2 separate regions of the Zea mays genome follow, and region 1 is linked to region 2. The links are chromatin contacts, called in public Hi-C maps. All regions are on one chromosome and are shown on one strand. The core of a region is the stretch at or near the end of the contact, and the rest is flanking DNA. Distances in the headings are between cores, read along the strand shown.

Region 1 (6,598 bases), core at 3,029-5,528, 83 kb after region 2:
CCGTAAAATAGCATAATTATTTATGTAGCGAAAAAAAAACAGTTATTCAAAGTTCATACATTGCCTTCGCAGCTCCACCCATTTTGCACCCAGCCAGGTCGTCTCTGCTCTGTAGCGTACCGTTTCCACTCCCACTGCGTGACGTGGGTCACGCGCCTCTCGCGGCGCGCCGACGAACCGGTAAAACGGACAGAGACGCGCCGGGCACATGGCGGGCCACCGCTTCAGTTTCCAGCTGCCGATAGATGAAGCTTCGGTGGAGTTTTTTTTTTTGTGTTTGTGGGCAACACTACACGGGTATCCTGCCCTCTTTGGCTCTTTTGCCCCCCTCTTTCATTCGCAGAAGTGTAAAGCAACCTGCCCGCGCACCCACACCACACGCTACCCCCACCTCTCTCTCCTCTCGATATGTGGCCGGGCCCCACCGAATCATCCACCAGATGCCGTGAAGCGAACTCGACGTAGCGAGCAGAACAGACCGCCGCGAGGCTGACGGGAGATACCGCTCCGGACCCCACCGCGCAGCCGCCGTGTCGGTCGCTTCGTCGCCGTGGACCGCGGTGGTCGAACTAGTCGCCTACTCCCCCTCCCCACGAGGCCACGACCCAACCTGGGCCGAAAAAAATCCTGTGCGCGCGGTGCGCACAGAGAGCGGCGTGCGCACCCCCGCACATCGACGTCCGTCCGGGATCGGACGATCGCACCGCGCGCGCTCGCGATGCACTTCTGCTGCGCACGGCTCGGCTCCCGTCCGGTTCCCGGAATCGGCTCCTGGACGGACTCCATAGGGCTTCCTGGACAGCTTCGTCACGGACGGGAAAGGCGGCATGGCAGCTGTTCTGTCGCCGTCACCGTCGATCCTCAGGTAACTTCTGTGGCTGCTCCTCGCTTCATCGTGACCATTCATGTCTTGGTCATCGATCCATGTTGTTGCTCCCTGATCAAGGTCCTGTTGATCGATTATACATTGAAGTCTTAGGGTTTATTATTAGACCTCACGATCACTTCCTGATGTTAGATTAAATGCTCCTTCTTGGGATCGTGAAGAAGAGGAACAACAAATACCGCATGTTGGGTCAGTGGAGATTGAAGTACCAGCTGAGGTAAAATAAAAGTAACAAACTTCACATACTATATCTAATATTTTTTGTTATGTTAGACCTTTAATTGATAATTATTTGTGCAGAATGTGGTTGATAAATATGCACTGCTGGCACCTAAAGTTGGAATGACTTTTGATGGTGAGGAAAAGGCTTATAAGATGTACAATACCTATGCTGGATGTGTTGGGTTCAGTGTTAGAAAGTACAGGACAACGCGCCGCAAATTAGATGATAGTTTATGTCAGAAATATTTTGTTTGCAGTGGCGAAGGACAACGGAAAAATGAGGCATCACAAAAGGACATTACAAGGACCGGTTGTGATGCTCATGTCCAGTTTAGTATCAGCAAGGAGAATGTATGGACTGTGCAAAAGGTCATACTAGATCACAACCATTATCTTGCCAGTCCAAATAAGACACATAAGTTGAGGTCCCAACGAGAGATTATAGAGGCAGATAGAAAATTAATTGGGCAGGCACGACGATCTGGAATGAAGCCATCCCAAGTTTTCAGTTTCATGAAGGAGCATTATGGAGGGGAAGACAAAGTACCATTTACTAAGATGGATTGCTATAATGAAATTGGTCGCGAGCGCACACCGTACTTAGAAGCCAATGATGCACAAACATTATCTGAATATCTGAGAAATAAACAAGTCGAGGACCCAACATTTTTTTATGCAGTTCAAGTGGACAAGGAAACTGGTCATATAGCAAATTTCTTTTGGGCAGATGGTCAGTCTATCATGGATTACAAATGCTTTGGTGATGCTGTGTCCTTTGACACCACATTTCAAACAAATAAGTTTGAAATGCCTTTTGCTCCAATTCTTGGCACCAATCATCACAAGCAAACAATAATTTTTGGGTGTGCACTTATGTTCAATGAGACTATTCCATCATTTGTTTGGCTATTTCAGACCTTTCTAACAGCAATGTCCGGGAAGCACCCAAGCACAATTTTCACAGATCAAGACGCAGCAATGGCAGCAGCAATTGCTCATGTATTCCCAAACACAGCTCACCGCCTATGTTTGTGGCATATTGGCCAAAATGCTGTCAAACATCTTGGTCCTATAATTAAAGCGACAGAGGACGAGGTAGAGGACAAGTCAGGTAACAAGTTTTGGGCAGATTTCAAAAGTTGTATCTACGAAGACCGAGAAGAGATTTACTTCACACAGAAATGGCATGAATTGTTGGCTAAATACAACCTTGAGGATAACAAATGGATGTCAAACCTATATGATTTGAGGGCAAAGTGGGCTGCGGTACACCGTGACTCATTTACAGCAGACATTCACTCGACCCAAAGGAGCGAAGGTATGAACAATGTCTTCAAGAAAAGATTTCGTAGGAAACTCGGTCTTTCAGAACTCCTTGTAGAATGTGAAAAAGTTGTAGTTGATCTAAGATCAAATGAGACGGATCCTTTCAGAAATCCACTTTTATTATGCAAACATGCTCTTAGAGTCTACAATATGAATGGAGTATATAATTTGCCATCCCAATATATACTGCCTAGATGGACAAAGTATGCTAAAAGTGGATTTTATATTGAAAAAAAACAAGGAACCGAGGAGGGAGATTTGAAAACACAGGCAGCACTTATATCTCGACAGGCCACAACTCTTGCATTGAAGTGTTCGTCATCAAAAGAACTTCTTGATAAGTTGCAGAAAGCCATGTATGACTTGAACTTGGAAGCAGATACTTATCTAAGTGAGATGCATGAAAAATCCAATGAGATTCCCCCTACTCCAAATGAATGTGTCCGACAACCACTAAATGGTGTAATATCATTCAAAATCCCTCCAGTCATAAAAGGTCCAAAGCAAACACGTTTTAAAAATGTTCTTGAAAAGAACCCAGGGAAGAAGAAGAAGGGTGCCCGGAAGAAAGGTAGGGACCTGTTCAATATCTTTTGCTCATGTGTATTTTTTTTCTAATATTGTATTATCATATATATTGCATTTGTAGGTGACGGTTTGGAACATGTTGATATCGAAACAAGAGACGAACATGCTGATGCAAACCTAATTGTAAGACATTAGCTATTTTCACGATTTATTCCATTACAACCATGAATTTTGAACACTTTCTTGTACTATATACAGGATTTTAATGTTGGTGCATCTTCAACCATGAATGCTCCTTTCGTCCAAGGTGGATATGCTAATGTCACAATGCCCCAGTTCAATTTATTTGCAAATCCTTCTGCAATGGCTCCTCCATACATACCAGGAGGGTACACAAGTCTCTTAATGGGAGTTGATCAAGATGATACAACGCAAGCTGCTGTTAGGAAGTTACATTTTGATGAATCTATGTAGACATGTTCTCATGAAATGAACCATAATGTTTTGTAAACATGAATTTATTTTGCTGTCATGAAAGTAATCATTTTGGATATTTGGTTTCCCAACATTAATTTATCTTGGCTGTGATTTCGTCAGCACTGGACAGCCTGGACGCCAGACTTAGGAAAATTCTAAGTCTAGGCTGCCTGACCACAGTGATGCTCAGGGAAGTTTGCAATTATTTTGTGAGCAATTTTCTTTGTAGGGCAGCAGGTTTTGTTGATGATAAATAAGGTCTGGAAGTCAAGGTTTAACATGGTTCAATTGGTTGGAATAGTAAAAGATGGTTACTAATTCTAATCGAAGCCCAAAGTTGGAACTTTGTCACTGTTTCGGAGTGTTCTGACGAAACTGAATCGCTCGGGAAACTGCAAAAGCCGAGCTGCTGAGCCAGAAACGGAGCAGCGACGGCTGCTGAGCCAGAAACGGAGCCGCGCGCTGCAGCGGAACGGTTGGGAGCCGAGGTCAAGCCGAGCGGAAGCGCGTCGATGCGCCAGAAACTCAAGCGTGGGAGGCCGGTGGTCCGATCGCGAACGGACGTCGATGTGCGGGGGTGCGCACGCCGTCCCTGGTGCGCGAGGCGCGCACGCAATTTTCTTCCACCTGGGCTGGGGCGGCTGGGCGGCACGCCGCTGAAACGGTCTCCAACCCCACTGGGCAACTGCAACTGCCTGCGCCAGCGCCCCCCTCGATTGAAATCTCGCCGCCAGTTCGGTCGCAGTCGCACCGCAGCCGTCTTCTCCTTCCCTTCCCTCCTCGCTAAAAAGCCAACGCAACCGCTTCTCCTCCTCCTCCTCCGCCTCCTCCCTCCTCAACTCACCCCAGCACGCCTCAGCCCGCATTCCGCCACCCACGCGACTGATCGACCGACGACTTCCCCATTCCCGCCCCGCAACCCGCAGGGCTCTGGGTTCGGAGGAACCGAGGGCGGGGGACCTCCGACCGGGCCGGGCGACATGTTGGGCGACCTCCTCTCCAGGATCCTCCTGTAAGCTCCCCCCCCTGCCGGCGGTGTTTTGGTTCTCGCCATACGTACGTACTTTGGCGACGCGTGCGGCGTGCTGATTCCGGAACCGACGCGCGTCGGTCGCCTGCGTGCAGGCTCCTGTTCGGCTACGCCATGCCGGCGTTCGAGTGCTTCAAGACGGTCGAGGCGCGCCCCAACGACGCCCGCATGCTGCGCTTCTGGTGCCAGTACTGGTGAGCCCCGTGTCCCCTCCCTCGCATCGCTCACTATCCTTGACGGGGATCCAAATTCACATTCGGATAGGCCTCGTTTGGTAGGGATCCAAATTCTTGCGGAAATGTTCCGGATAGCGAATCGGAGTCACTAGATCATTTGCCTAACGGAATTTGAACCACTGTGAATTCACATTCGGAACCGTTTCGGCCTTCCAAACGGCTCCTTCGTGGCTAAACGGATTCGGGTGTTGTCGGTTGGGAAGCAGCTGCGCCCACCTGGAGATTAGCCAGGACCAGGAGCGTTAGCCTGTTCGGTGGGGTCAGGGCGTCGCCGGTGTACAAAAGGCGAAGCTGTAACCGGTGAAAGGGTATGAAATAGACGAATAGATGATAGCTGAATCTCTGAATCTTGCGTTGCTTCTTCTGAACTTTCCGTTCTGTTCTCGCTGACTCGTCTTCCTCCAACTCCAACTCCACGGTTCAGTCAATTCATGACTCTGAGGGCGAGTAATCGCCGCCAGGATTCTGTTTGAACCATCCCGCGTGCCTACCCGATTTGCTCTTGTTGCTCCCGTATCGTCTGCTCACCAGCCTGCGCGGCCGGTGTGTTACCATTACCAACTGTGTGATGCGTGCGGCGTGCCGTGCTTTTTTTCCCCCTTTATTTACTATTTTTTCGGACGTAGCGTGAGATTCAGGGCTTGCTTAATACTGTACTACTTGATGCAGACTTTAGCTCACCCACCTTAACCTTTTCCATCCCTAACATAACATAACATAACATGACCTGGAACTGTTTTTTTTCGAAAAAAGAAAAGGTTTCTCTACAGGCAAAAAGATCATGCGAAATGATTGTGCCCGCTTTATTTCTGCCTCCCTTTAGTTCTTCAGTTGCAAGCTTGGTCGTGGTGCGTTAATAGTTGGATGTTAGGTGGACGACTGGATCATGACACCTCAATCCTGCATTCCACCAATAAGCAGTGTTAATCAGAGGGTCCTTACCCATTCCTCAGCCTTTTGCCCTTATTGTCAATGATGAGTGCCGGCTCTAATTTATTTTAGGATTGGTAAAATCGGGCAAGCTCTGTTCTAGTTTCAGGTTCGTACCTTCTGCCACCTGAAAATTGCCACGAAAACTGCAAGTTGTGAGAATCTGCTTTTGTGCGGTTTTGTCGGTTATAACCAACACTATGGATTGGATCAGGGTTTGCGTGCAATCAATGACTGAGGCAAGCACAGGAAAATATCTAAACGTTATTGCCACTAGTTATAACTTACCATGGTTTTACACCCTATCTGATTTGGTAGTTACTAATTATTATGGTGGTGGTCTTGCCTATTGACTATTTCAAGTTTTGACAAAATTTCTTACTGCCAGAATTGGCTTGCCTCTTGTGGTTTAGGGTTCCTTCTGTCTCACATGCCTCGTAAGGGATTCCAGCCAATCTTCTAGAATTGCACATAATTTTATTTGCAAGGTTATAAATTTGCCCAGCTTCTTGTATTATGCAGATGCATGCTTAATTTATGTTATGTAAATGACCTCTATCTTGCCCTTTTAATTTCCTACTATGAAAACTCGGATTCCATTTACTGTTTAAATCAAATAGAATTGGTAGCCATTACTTGGTGTATGTTTGTACACATCACAAGACATGGCAATAAGAAGTAATTTGAATGCCACTTACCCTAGGAATGCAGATAGTTACATTTCCTATACACCCTCATTTAAATTTGAGGATTCAATCAGCATATTTGCCTTTTCATAGTTTTGACTCATAGCAATGCATCACATAAAAATTGAATCACTTCTTTCCTTTTCTCTATCTTGTTTGTTAAAGCCTCAAAGGAAAAAAAACTATGGAAATTATTGCATGCCATTGTAACCTACTCAAATTCATTCAGCAAATTAATTATTGTTCAATTGTGCATTTTATATCCAGCATCTCAAAT
Region 2 (6,321 bases), core at 1,304-3,803:
TGCACTGCATGACTGCAAAGCAAGCAAGCAAGCAAGTCAGTCCAATGGCAACTGGCAAGGCGATCGATTGATGGAGCACATGCACACGCAGCGATCGTATTCGTCTTCCAGTGCATGGACATGGACCCGTTTTTCTCCATACGCGATCATACGCTAGCAGAGCAGCGAATAAGCAAGTCCATCCGCATGCAGACGGGAGACGAGGGGGGGAACCAAGGTCGCGCGCGCCGCGTTCCTGGATGTCCTGCCGGCGGGGAGCACGTCGATGCCCTGCTCGCCTGATCACGCTGTTGCGCTGTCGACCGATCGACCGACGAGGGAAACTTTTCGCTGCGTGCAGCAGGAGCAGCACCACCCACCCACGCCAATCACCGATGTGGGGGGTCTGTCTGGATCTCCTCCGGATGTCGACGGCGCATGCGTGTCGCCGCCGGCCCGGAATACAGTCGCTAGGCGAGCAAGATAGCCTTTTTACTAGCCGTTGGGCATGCCGGATCAGCTAGCGGTGCAGTGTGCTCATTACCGGGGCACGTGTTGTATGCCTCTGCGCAGCAGGCTGCAGAGGTTTTGTTCGCCCGCCCTGTGTGCTACGCCGCGATGAGCGTTGAGCTGCTTGCGACGAGCGAGTTCAGGTTGGAATTCGCTACCAGTGCAGGTGCTCACCGATTACGTACTGAGCTGATCGAGCAGCAGCAGTGAACATCCACACACGCTAGCCGATAGGCTCTCGGTCCTCTTGAGAGCTGTGTGGGGGACTGGGGGGTATCGTACTATCTACGGCTACTATGGGTGAACCGACGGATGCGAATTGAATCCTCGTCTGCGCAGCTGCCCCCGCCGTGCACAGGGGCAAGGCTCTTGACTCTCTCTGGCAGCGCCGCGGCACAGTTCAAGCAGAGAGATATAATGCACAGCATCGGCTAGTAGTACCCTGCTAGCCGATGCGTGCCCGGCCGGCCGGCCGAGTGGCCTGCTGGCAAAGCGGAAATCATGGCGTTTCCCCTTGCCGTGCCTCAGGTGACTAGGTGAGCCTACAAGCCAAGAGCAGGCGAGCAGCCATGGCTGGATGCTCCTGTCCTGCGTCGGTCGCTGCACTGCACCACCTCGCCTGCACGCGCACGCACGGCACGGGAAAGGGGGAGGGCATGATGAGGGAAAGCCGGCCGGAAAGGAGTCCTCGATCGAGTTTGGGCTGCAGTGAAAGAAGAAAAAAAAATTGTCCACGGATTCGGCCTGGGCCGCCCGCCCTGACGCCCTGTTTATGAGCTTGGCTGCTTGGGCACCACTGACAGGCATTTGCTGCACTGTGACGAGCAGTACCCCCTGCTGCTGCTGCTACCACCACCAGCATTTACCCTGCTGCTGGCGATGGCGAGTGTACACGGTGAAGAGCAAGTGCATTTCACCTCTCTCAACTACCGCGTCTCTGCCACAGATCGGAGTTTGATGCGTCCACGTCCAGCTATAGGCAGCTGTGTGCTAGTAGTGTACGAGTAGGCAGGCACGAATTCAACCCTTGTCTGTTGTTCGCCCCCCTGCTTCTGAAGCTGCATGGCTTTCCTGCATTTCCACCCCCGGCTCTCCAGAGGTCATCAGAGCCTGAGAGCAGGCGATAAGACTCCTCGCTCCGCACCTGGACGACGTGGACGATGCACATGCACATGCACGGGGCGTGGCCTCTAGCGCGCTCGGAACCAGCGAGGAGCGATGGAGATCGTACTGAAGAGTGCGTGCGTGTGATACGATCATACGAGGAGAGGGGGTCAATTACTTCCGTGTGGTCACGTCGTCACTGCGCCATCTCCCAAGATGAGCGCGCGCCATGAAAGTGATGAGAGGGAGAGCACGGAGGAGTTACTGTGCTTCACGCCGGAGCTGAGCTGTTGAATGCCAGCTGCCGACCGGCACAGCACACAGGAGCAGCGGGCCGGGGGGGAGCTCTTAAACGCCGGGATTCATGGCGAACCTAGCCGATGTGACCTCACGGGTTTACTGCCGGCGGTACGGCGTAGCTAAGCTACGCTACACGGATTTGGATTGGATTCGGTGCAAGCTCGGATTGTTGGATCGGACTCTCTCAGATGAAAATCAATCAACCATCCTCCCTGCGAGTTGCGTTGGCGCCTGCAGCGGTAGATGGCGTCAATGCATGTGCGCTGGCCGCTGTGCAGGGCTACTCTAGCTCTCTGCTGAGATCTTGTTTTCCTAGTTCATGCCGTATGCAATACTTTTGCATACACCGTACAGCACGTCTGTACAGTACTGTGCTGTGTACCGGCTCAACGACTGTTGCCCTCTCTATCTCTCTCACTCTCTAAGCCCTACTGCATCTCTGCATGTTTGGCCAATGCTGTCGACACTCCGACGATGTCAAACGTTTAAGAGTAGACGAAACGGGCCCAGATCTAGATAAATGGGCTAGGAGCCCACGTAGAGTTGTGCGTGCTGGCTGTGTGTGTGGGAAAGAAAAATAGGGCTGGGATAAGGAGCCGAGAGAAGGCCGTAACCGTAACTGACTTAAACCGGCCCGGCCCCATGGAACGAGTTGGCAGTTGACAAAGCTGTCTGGGGATCTGGGCTCCAAGCGTGACGTGTGGGCCCTACGCTTCGTGATGCGTTGCGCACTTGCGCTTCCCGAGTCTCTCGGGTAGTCGGGTCGGGTGGGTGGGATGCGGGAAGATGGCCGTGGGTGCTTTCGAATTGGAGCCTGCCTAGCTGGACTGCTGGACAATAGAATTGTCGAATCGAATAGGGAGGCATGTGCAGTGCACGTCAAATCGGCAACGGACACACGAGACTACGAGAGGACGCGCTTTTCTGCAGCTGGTAGACAGACCCAGCTGATTGATGGTTGGTAGAGAAAGAGAGCTGGTGAGCTGATAAGCGCCTAATGTGAAGGCCTAAACCCTGTTGAGAACTACGTTACCACGTATCACTAGATTCGCTCCCTTTCCTCCCGTCAGCAGTAGAGGCGCGAGAAGATGTGGAAGACCCGTCTCCCTACCCAGAATCACGATAGAGAGCACACGAGATACATGATGTAGGGTTGGGTCTCTGGCCTCTTTCTCTTCTCTGTATTATGAGGAGGTGTACATGTTCCTTATATAGTGATGTGAGACCCCTCAGGGGCAAAGCCGATATTTGTCCACATAACCCTAACTAGAGTTACTTAACACTCCCCCTTTGGCGAATACCGCGACCAACACATGCCTCGTTAAAACTCCGAAAAACCCAGTGGTAAAAACGTGGAGAAAGAGTGCATGGTAATACAAATTGCATTTGCACTTTGTTGCCTCATTAAAAACCCCATGTGAGAAACTTCAAGAAAACTCACTAAGGGAAAAAGAGTACAACAACTGTCATCGGGACAGATTTCGATCCTTTCGGATCTAGATTCTATCGAATCTTCTACAAGGGCTAACTTTAGAAATGTGCTCCCCTGATCCTTGCAAAACTATATCAATAAGGCAAAACATCTTCTTCTCGAAGTATATGCACATAAATATTTAGCAAACGGATTGCATATCCTTGTAAGGACTATTTCAGGAACTTTACCTCTACTCACTTCTAGGATATACGAGGTAAGTGCACGTATCAATATAAATAAGCCACTTTGACTGATGGTGTTCGATCGACTAGATCTATATATTTGATAGAAAGTTCCATAAAGGTTCACATATTGATCATCAAGCTCACGCCTTCAGGGCATAGAATATGACATTTATTGTCTCACGATTGTGATCAATATAAACATTCGCTCCCCCTGACAATGACATCTGTCAAAGTCGTTATCCCTCGTAACTCAAGCATATTCTTCAAGATATATGTCTCATTGTTCATCTGGAATAACGAGAATCGATGAGGTTGGGGTGCTATCATTTTCTATCTTACACCACAATTTATACATCGTTGTGCAAAGCAAATAACATGTCCTTCAATAGGACTTAGGGGATAATATAGTTGCAATAGTACATATTCTAAATATGACACATCGCTCCAGGCGTTCATCCTTTGCAACATCTATGATGGTGTAACAAAAGTCCATCAAAGATCGTAATCCATCAGGGATTTTTCATCGATCAGATATATCGTTATAGTCTGTCATTCTGGCACAATGGGAATATTTTGCCAGTAACACATAAACCTTATAGGTTTCTGCCATCGTGGCTTTAGAGGATACCGTAATTCCACATCTAGTGGAAAATACCATGAGTAAAGATCGTGGAATGCACATGTGCTTATTCGGTAAACTTCAAGTCCTTTGGTACCTCATCTTATTCCTTTTCGGGTCTGCATGGGTCTTTATCCCTTTATAGGGATTATCAAACTTTGGTGTTTAACACAGACTTTATTTCTTCTGGAAAGGTTCCATCAAGGAACTATAATCTCAACTAGGAGATATTCTCTCTATATATGAGAGTGCTCATTCGTCAGGAATGTATTATTCGGTACGAGATTTATATGTTGCATATTTATAATTCAAAGATATGAGTCCTCCTGGGATCTCATGACGGATCTTCAGAATCCTATTAACTGCATATTATAATTCATGCCATTTGCCAGATATATTACATAGCGGAACTGTGTTTATTCAACACATATGTGGGATGGGTCTCTCACTAGACCACTTGAACCAACACATTCACCACACATTATTTCAATAGTGCCCATAAATGTCTGAACTTCAAGCTCGCGACTTTCATTTTGCGATTCTTGGTTCAGCCTCGATTGCATTTATCAATGACCCGATAAGAGAGCTTCAAGCACTCATGCCTAGGACTTTGTTTTGGGTCCCTTTGCAATCTATAGAGGCAAGATAGATATTGACACATTTGTCTCCCACATTTAATAATGATCTTCGTCATTTCCTAAAACGAGAGATTCATTGTTCCGTATTTGCAGCACAATGATATTGCGCACATTGCTAGGAATTTCATCATCAAGACGAATCTCTTCATGAGGCAAATCACCATCAGGGTGAATTAATCGGAGGAGAGTTATCACAGACCACGTGAATCTGCAATCAGAACATATGCTTTGACTAAGGCCGATGGATCATATTCGCAGGCGTCCCCGAGAATAGATCAAATACCAATAAGTCAAATGTGGATATGATATTAATCCCGGGTATATCCACATCTACATCAGGTAGAAGCATTTAGACCAATATGGTTACTCCTCAACGATTTCTGGCAAACTCCATATACACAGGAGTACACACCCAACGACAGGTGCAGTTTAACTTTTGTGCGTTTAATAGAATATTGAGGCATTACATTATATGGGCATTCCTCCCCCTAATGTCGAGATGCTCTAAAAGCATACAGATAAAATCCCCAACCACAATCATCCAGTTGTGGCCAATGTATGCTATTGTGGTGATTTATTTGGGAAATCTTACGCACATTACAGATCAGGGTTTTATGCAGTGAGCTTTGGACTTAGATTAATGTAGTTGCATGAATACTACATATTTTTCCTTCAACATGAAGGGTTAGTCTCAACATCCAGCGAGACACGCAACAACAAGTTGCTTCGTGGTTACAATTCTGCAAACTTATTGTTATTATTACCAAATGCACAGTCAATCATTAAGATTTAGACTAACATGCACAACACTATTTTATCCATAAGGCTTCTTCAGGGGGCTCATGAATACCATTCGTCGTTTGGAGCCATTAGTTGACTTCAGATCAACAAGTAAAATGACCATCAGGGTCTAACGCTCACAAAGACATTCACTGGTTGCATTGTGCTTTGAGGCACATAGGAAAATGTGTGTTTATATTGGTAGTAAAGTGCACGACATTAGGCCAATGCTACCAAGCAAAGATTTTTATATGCAGAGATGTATAGTCCAGCTCGTTTTTATCACTGCCCATGGTTTACCCAATTACTCATACCGCTCTGAAATTGGGTATCGATTAATGCAACATTTTTAGGTATAATAATTTTGAGAGAGAACTTATAACAATAGTCAATTATTTATGGTGTTGCCAGCAGGGAAAATATTTCTCCTCATATTATATACCAACTTGTCAAAGGACTATCCCGAGTCAATTCAGTGACTATAAGTATTTACAATTCCGAGAGATGTATGCGAAGTGGTTCGACAGGAACAAACAATTGTTTTCACACCAACATAGTGAAAATTTTCTCAGAATAACCTCTTGGTATACTCGCAACTTCGTGTTGCTAGCGTCTACATGTCCTTTTATCTCATAGTTTGCTTCATGTCATTTAGCAACAAAGAGAGCAATGTGCTAACATCTTGTTGAGCAATGTATGACTGAGATTTTTAGTCATAAATTATTTGGTAAG

Evidence for each region. Hi-C and Micro-C count contacts between places; a contact is called where the count stands out from the background.
Region 1: a Hi-C map of leaf shows a contact between it and region 2, with 4 times the contacts expected there. The contact joins the promoter of LOC100272804 here to the enhancer-like site in region 2. A contact is called at or near these places in 5 of 25 Hi-C or Micro-C datasets (bundle sheath, ear, leaf and 2 more).

Annotation. Positions count from the first base shown.
Region 1 is chr10:6,196,785-6,203,382 of Zm-B73-REFERENCE-NAM-5.0, forward strand. LOC100272804 reads left to right here and starts at 4,279. Exons shown (of 6, transcript NM_001147257.1): 1 at 4,279-4,451; 2 at 4,565-4,663. The coding sequence starts at 4,420. LOC103640777 (protein FAR1-RELATED SEQUENCE 5-like) reads left to right here and starts at 478. Exons shown (of 5, transcript XM_008664261.4): 1 at 478-865; 2 at 1,019-1,103; 3 at 1,187-3,005; 4 at 3,084-3,145; 5 at 3,221-3,558. The coding sequence starts at 828. The coding sequence ends at 3,436.
Region 2 is chr10:6,115,873-6,122,193 of Zm-B73-REFERENCE-NAM-5.0, forward strand. No RefSeq gene overlaps it. Among protein-coding and RNA genes, the nearest start is that of LOC103640777, 78 kb to the right of the region's middle. Within about 2 kb of position 2,554, at least 18 of the 20 cell types and tissues checked have an H3K27ac peak or open chromatin away from gene starts, as enhancers often do. A contact at or near this core is called in bundle sheath, ear, leaf and 2 more, where this site is marked.